2 separate regions of the Anser cygnoides genome follow, and region 1 is linked to region 2. A link is a contact called in public Hi-C data. All regions are on one chromosome and are shown on one strand. Each heading gives the region's core, a stretch centred on a gene start, on an enhancer-like site or on the middle of the called end of the contact. The rest is flanking DNA. Distances are from core to core; before and after follow the strand shown. Region 1 holds the start of GEMIN5 (gem nuclear organelle associated protein 5). Region 2 overlaps LARP1 (La ribonucleoprotein 1, translational regulator).

Region 1 (2,885 bases), core at 49-2,548, 67 kb before region 2:
CCCCTGATTGTCACACAAAGACACCATTACCTTTCTGGTCTTGCGTGGAGTTCATTACTCACAAACAATTCACATCTTCAGTTTTCCAAGACTAGCCAATACTTACTTAACTTCTAACAACAAACATTTTAACAGTAAAAATTTCTACCTTTTCAAGGGACTAAGTACTAACAGTATTAGAAGTGTATAAGCATTCACCCTATCTGAAATTTGAAAGGGAAAATAATCTCAACTGCTTTCAAAATGCAATGAAATCACTGTAAGATAGCTGACTGCAAAAACCTTTCTACAGTTTTCACTCAGTTTGCTCACCTCAGAGACCAAGCTGCATTTTGCCCCCTGCTGACTGGACAGAGCAGCACCAGGCAGCCACAAGAAATAGACGAGATCAAGACCAGACACTGCGAGCTCTACTGAGGCCTGAACAGCTTTGTCTGGGTTGCCAAATGGTGTAAAACATTTTAGAAAGTGACTGACAAACAGAATACACTTATTAATTTCAATAAAGCATTGTACACCTTGGAAAGCTTTCACATGGCATTAATAAGGAGTAGAACATGATATAGATTTAAATGTTACGGATTATTTTTTCAGTTATTTATTGAAACTACAATTTAGCATCACCAAATATAACATCACCTATCAATGCAGGACAATACTTGCCTAGTTCATAAACATCGTTTCGCAGTTTAACAACCTAACCAACAGTGAGGTAAGTACTGCCTTTCACGCATCAGCAGAACGCACTAATGCATCTGACAGACTAAGGAATTCCACATTCTGTGCCTTAAGGCGATCCAGCCACATGTGAAGAGCCTCTATTTGTCATGTGGAGAGCAACTCTGACGTGACTTTGGGAGAGCGAAGAGGACACAAACGCGTTACAAAAAGAAAAAAGTAACAAGCAAAAGTTTATATACTTTACATGCAATGTTTTTTTTTTTAATATGTTTTATGCTATATGCATAAGGCTTTATAGGACGATACACAAGCAACAAGCGAGGGCAGCTCCCGAACGAGCCCCGGGGCTGTGCAGTGCCAGGCACCCGCACTCACCTCTCCGGCCGCGCCCAGCCCAGGAGCCCACGCAGCCAGGCGCCACCTGCGAGAGGAAGCAGCGGGGTGAAACAGGGAAAAGCCCCCGGAGCCCCGACAACAGCAGCGGGACCCCTGGGGGAACACCAGCCCCGCTCTCCCCCCACCCCCCGCTCACCGGCACCCAGGGCCCTCCCCGCCGCCATCTTCCCGGCCGCGCTTTGCGGGCGAGGGGCGGGCATTTCGCGACGCTTTGCGGCGCTGCGCCCGACGGCAGCGCCCGCGGCGTGAGGTAACGGCGGCGGGGCGAGATGGCGGCGGCGGGCCGGGTGCTGCCCGCCTCGCCCAACTGGTACTGCAGCCGCTGCAGCGACACCAGCGCCGACGGCCGCTTCTTCGGCTTCGCCGCCAGGCACCGCATCTGCCTGCTGGATGTCAGCAGCCCCGCCGCGCCCGCCTTTTACGGTACCGTGGCGGACCGGAGGGGGGGCTTCGCTGCCCCCTCGCCTCACGGCGTGGGGGGTAACGGGAGGGGGGTGAGGGGGCATGGGGGGGGGGATTAGGAGGGTCTGGGGTGTGTGGGAAGGCTCGGGGTGCTCACGGGGCTTCCCTTGGTTGCCGGTGCAGGAGAGCTGATCGGGCACACGGACAGGGTGGCCGCCTTCGCCTTCTGCCGGCACCCCGCGCACGGCGGCCTCTGCGCCAGCGGCTCCGACGACGGCAGCGTGCAGGTGTGGGACGCCGACAGCCTGGGCCCGCTGGGAGAGCACGACCTGCACCAGGTGGGAGCCAGGAGCTGCCGGAGCCCGCCCTTTTATATCTCAGGTGGGGGGGGGAGGGTCTCACGCTAACCCGAGGCAAAATCCTGAAGTGGTGAGGTTAGAACGGATAAATGCTTCTGGATAGGTTTTTTTTCCTAGCCTTAGGTCTGCGTTGTTGTTACAACATCCTCACAAGCCAAGCAGTGGGCAGTCATCAGAGCTCTGTGATCAAGCATGCCTGTGCTTGTAGCACGTGCTCAATGCCACTTCACCCAGACCATGCCTGCTTAAAATCTTTTCAGCAAGTTATCATCCTGCACAGGACGGGGGTAAGAACGTACACATGGACAGCTGCTGTGACTCAGGATGCTGGCAAATAAGTCAAATGTGCAAAAGCCCAAAATAATTGAAAAGGTTTAGAACTAACCCAACTGATACTGAGGAGTGCTCACAGAGTATTTTCTGCTTGTGTTCAGTGTTACATGATTTCTAGGTAGCGAATGAAAGCAGGCTGTTAGGTTATTGTTGTCTGTTTTCCATCCAAAAGAAACCGCTGCTAAATGCACTTCATTTTATTCTGTGCTTTAATTCTTTAAACGACCTCCAAAATAAATTCAGTGGCCAAGCATACTAGACAGCTTTAAATGTATTCATTTGTCTTTCTTCAGAATGCAGTTTCAGCGTTGCACTGGTCACCCCTTGTGAAGGATTTGATTGTATCCGGTGATGAAAAAGGGATAATTGTTTGTTACTGGCATAGCAGAAGCGACAGCCAGCAATTCTTCCCAGAGCCTCGGACAATTTTTTGTCTCACTTGTTCTCCTCATAATGAAAACCTCGTGGCTGTTGGGTAAGTATGTTTTGCTTCCCATTCTTCTTCTGAAAGGTTCTTGTTTGGATATTTTGCTGCACAATTGTAAGGTTATTTTTAAGAGATTTTGGTGGCTGTTTTTTTCTTCTGGCATACAACAACTTAGAAATAACATTTTGATTAGTAGATGTACAAGGTGTAGAATTCTGTAACAATTCACAGGACCAGGTTTGGTTTTAATCCCTGAAGTTACTGAAAACTTATCTTTCTTTAATAGA
Region 2 (3,214 bases), core at 497-2,996:
TTGTTGAGGACAGCACCAGGTACACGAAACCAGCCCGGTTCAGGGCAAACTGGGACACAGAGCGCGCCTCCTCCAGGTTCACAACGCCGCGCCGCTCTGCCTCCCACCGAACCGCAGCTGTAGCTGCAGGGGTGCGTGCACGAGGGTGGAAAATCAAGGGAGCACCGTAACGGAGCTCGCCTGGAGTTTAAAACGAGATGCTGCTGCAAGGAAAGCATCTTCTGGCACGACCAGGTGGCATCTCCTGCTCCGGGACTGCAGGGAACCAGCTGCAGCCAGCACCACTGCCTGGGGCACGCGGTCACACAGCTCCCAGCTGGCAGCACACCTCTGTGGGCAGGGCCAGCCGCTAGGAGGGATACTTCCAACACCTTCGCGAATTTTCTTGCACGTGCAAGAAAAACTGCTGTACGACGGGCGAGGTGAGGACCAAGCAAAAGCCCTCAAAGTGCAGAGCGGAGCAGGATCCCGTGAAGCACATGGGAAGCACGTTCGGCAGGAGCGAGACGAGCTGCAGGCGCCGCGGCTCAAAGCCTTCCAAGCAATTTTCTGCAGCTCCTCGGCAGACGGCTCCACCTCACAAGCCCTGCTGTAACAGGGAAGGAAGCGAGGAGCTGCCTACACTTCTCCGCAATGTAAGCTCTGCGACGGCTGCAAAGATCACTCGCTAAAAATAACTTCAAAAAGGGCATCTGACAGCGCTGCGGAGAGCATGGGAACACTCCTACCTGGGTGTCCTAAAGCAAGCTCCCGGAGCACGGGGGCTGGCCCCAGGAAAACGCAGAGGGGCAGGCTGAGGGCAGGCTGATGGGCGGCAGCGGGACGGAGCCAGAGCCCTGGGCTGGGAGCACGGCTCCGGAGCTTTGTTCCCAGCTCCGCAACGCCTCGCATCCCTCGGCTGATGTTCCTCAGATGGCTCCCGAGCAGGGGAAGGTGAATCTGCAGCCTGTCCCCTTGCTGACTGCAGCCCAAAGGCAGCGCAGGCGGGCACAGCGCTTCCCAACAAGCGGGGGCACCCGTTATTACGCAGCCCCGGTCACAGGGAGGCTACGAACAGAATTTCTTTTTGAACGCCTGTAACTGAGCTACAAGCTCCTGCACGCACACACCCGCAGCGTCTGACTCCCGTTTGCTCCCAGGACTGGTGTGGGTTTACCAGCGCTGCACAAAGCTCTCCCGCGGCCCTCCGGTTCAGGGTAAGAACCCTTCAGCTCACAGCCAAGCTGCGGTCAGGAAGGAGCGGGTAAAGAAATGCCACTGGGTGCTTCCAGCACTAACAGCACCAGCGAGGATGCCGTGGATTTTTCCTGGCACAGCTGACTGCTGTTAAAGGTAGCAAATGAACCATCTTAAGGGCAAGTGACATCTTTCGGCTGCCTTTTCAAGTGACATCCTTCCCCAAGAGAATTTCTAGGAAACTTTCACCACAGACGCCAAACACGCACGCCCTGCACCGACCCCTGGGTCGCGCAGGAGGAGACGACAAGAAATTCCCCAGTTTTCTGAGGAAAGCTGACTTCTCCCACGGTCTTTGCTGGGAGAGCCGGTGGCTCCCAAACTGCAGCAGGGACGCGGCCAGGGATGCCCAGCTCCCTGGTGCCACAAGCAGGGCGCAATACGGAGCCACCTTGCTGTCCCCGGGAGAGCGGAGTAGCGCCCACGGTGCCGCGCAGCTCCAGCCCCGGCGCCTGACCCGGCTTCCCTGGCACGGGCACGTCCCTGGCCGGCCGAGCACTGAGCCAGCAATTCCCCTGTCATCCCGCAGGAGAGCGACGCCAGCCGCTCCGATGCCTCCGAGGACATCTGCAAACGCTCCCCGGCGGATTAAACGGTTAATGGAGAGGGCTGGAAAAGCCGGCAGCGCTCGCGGCTCCCGCAGCGGCAGACGCCACGTCGGTCCTGCAACCTGTGGACGTCCGTCAGGGGCGGGCTGGGGCTGCAGACCCTGAGAAAAGAGGCGAGTTGGTTCAGCTGCTGCTCGGGGCGCCGAGGCACAGCAAGGGCACCTCGGCGGCGGGGCGGGGAGGACGGCGGGGCGCGCTCAGCACCGAGACGAGGCTGCAGCGGCCCGGGGAGAATGAGGGCAGGCAGAGGAGCCAAGCCGTGGAGGAGGCCGAGGGTCAGGCTCTCCTCCAGGGCGGCCCGGAGCCCAGCTGATAGTTCGTGACCTGAAAAAAAAAAAATCAGCGGCTGGGGAGAGGGAGGGGCGACGCGAGCAGGAAGTACAGGACGGCAAGGACAGACGCGCAGGACACGGCAGGACTCGCGACTCCTCGTAAAACGCCCGAGAAAAACCAACCCGCTCACCTTTGGGGGCTGCTGATTTGCAAATTAAAGGGGGGGTGTCCTACCAGCACTGGCCTCCACCCTCCAGGACGGACCCCGAGGGGTTTCCTCCGCTCCTGCTTACCTCTGCGGCACCGCTCTGCCTGTTCTGCCAGCCTCTAATGAAAAGCTAGTTAACAGTTAATTATTACCCATTCAGACACAAGATCCCCTACTCTGACTGACTGCCGGCCAGGAGGGATAAGACAATCACGTGACGCAAAAATCCCAGCCTTATGAAAGCACAGGCGACTATATTTAGTTTGAAAAACGATGACCCAGCGAGACCGCCCCTCCCGGGCCCGGCCTCGCCGCGGAGCTGACCTCCACACGGCGCGCTGCAAGCCCAGCACCGAGCCGGGTCGCAGCGCCGAGACCAGGGTGCTCAGCACACGAGTGATGCGGGGTGCACGTGGTCACACACGCACACACACACACACACGCTGCGGGTCCCAGCGGTGCCATCCCAAAGCACGGCACGGGCCGGGGAGACCTTCCCTCCCGCACGGTCCTTGGTGCTGCAGGTCACCTTGTCAGCGGCCGAGAGCTGATAAAGCACCAAGCGCGACAAACAGGGCCCAGCCCAAGGTCCTGGAGCTTATCTGGAAAGCAGGAGGTATGCCGGGAACCTGACCGGGGTGACCAGCACTGGGGGAGCACTCGGCACAGAGGCACCAGCTGCTGGGCTGGCGGCGAGGGGAAGCGGGGCTCCGCTGCGGGATCCAGCCCTGGATGGCAGGAGGGCGGTGATGCTCGGAGCTGGCCCTGGGAGCTCTGCCTCGCCTGGACGAACCCGCTCCTCCTTCTGTGGAAGCCGAGGAGGCAGGCAGGGCTGTGCCTGGAACAAAAAGGGGGCAGAAGCAGCCGTGCGGGGGTCACGCGTGTGCTG

The links. A called contact is a pair of places that touch in the nucleus more often than the background predicts.
Region 1: a contact with region 2 is called in a Hi-C map of liver, with 6 times the contacts expected there. The contact joins the promoter of GEMIN5 here to the enhancer-like site in region 2. A contact is called at or near these places in 2 of 7 Hi-C or Micro-C datasets (both in liver).

What each region holds. Positions count from the first base shown.
Region 1 is chr14:7,429,503-7,432,387 of Taihu_goose_T2T_genome, reverse strand. GEMIN5 (gem nuclear organelle associated protein 5) reads left to right here and starts at 1,298. Exons shown (of 28, transcript XM_066977226.1): 1 at 1,298-1,500; 2 at 1,663-1,817; 3 at 2,465-2,646. The coding sequence starts at 1,347. It overlaps MRPL22 (mitochondrial ribosomal protein L22), which reads right to left and starts at 1,295. Exons shown (of 6, transcript XM_066977235.1): 1 at 1,214-1,295; 2 at 1,057-1,102. The coding sequence starts at 1,277.
Region 2 is chr14:7,362,858-7,366,071 of Taihu_goose_T2T_genome, reverse strand. All of the region lies in intron 2 of LARP1 (La ribonucleoprotein 1, translational regulator), which reads right to left. Among named protein-coding and RNA genes, the nearest start is that of LARP1, 21 kb to the right of the region's middle. Within about 2 kb of position 1,746, at least 3 of the 3 cell types and tissues checked have open chromatin away from gene starts, as enhancers often do. A contact at or near this core is called in liver, where this site is marked.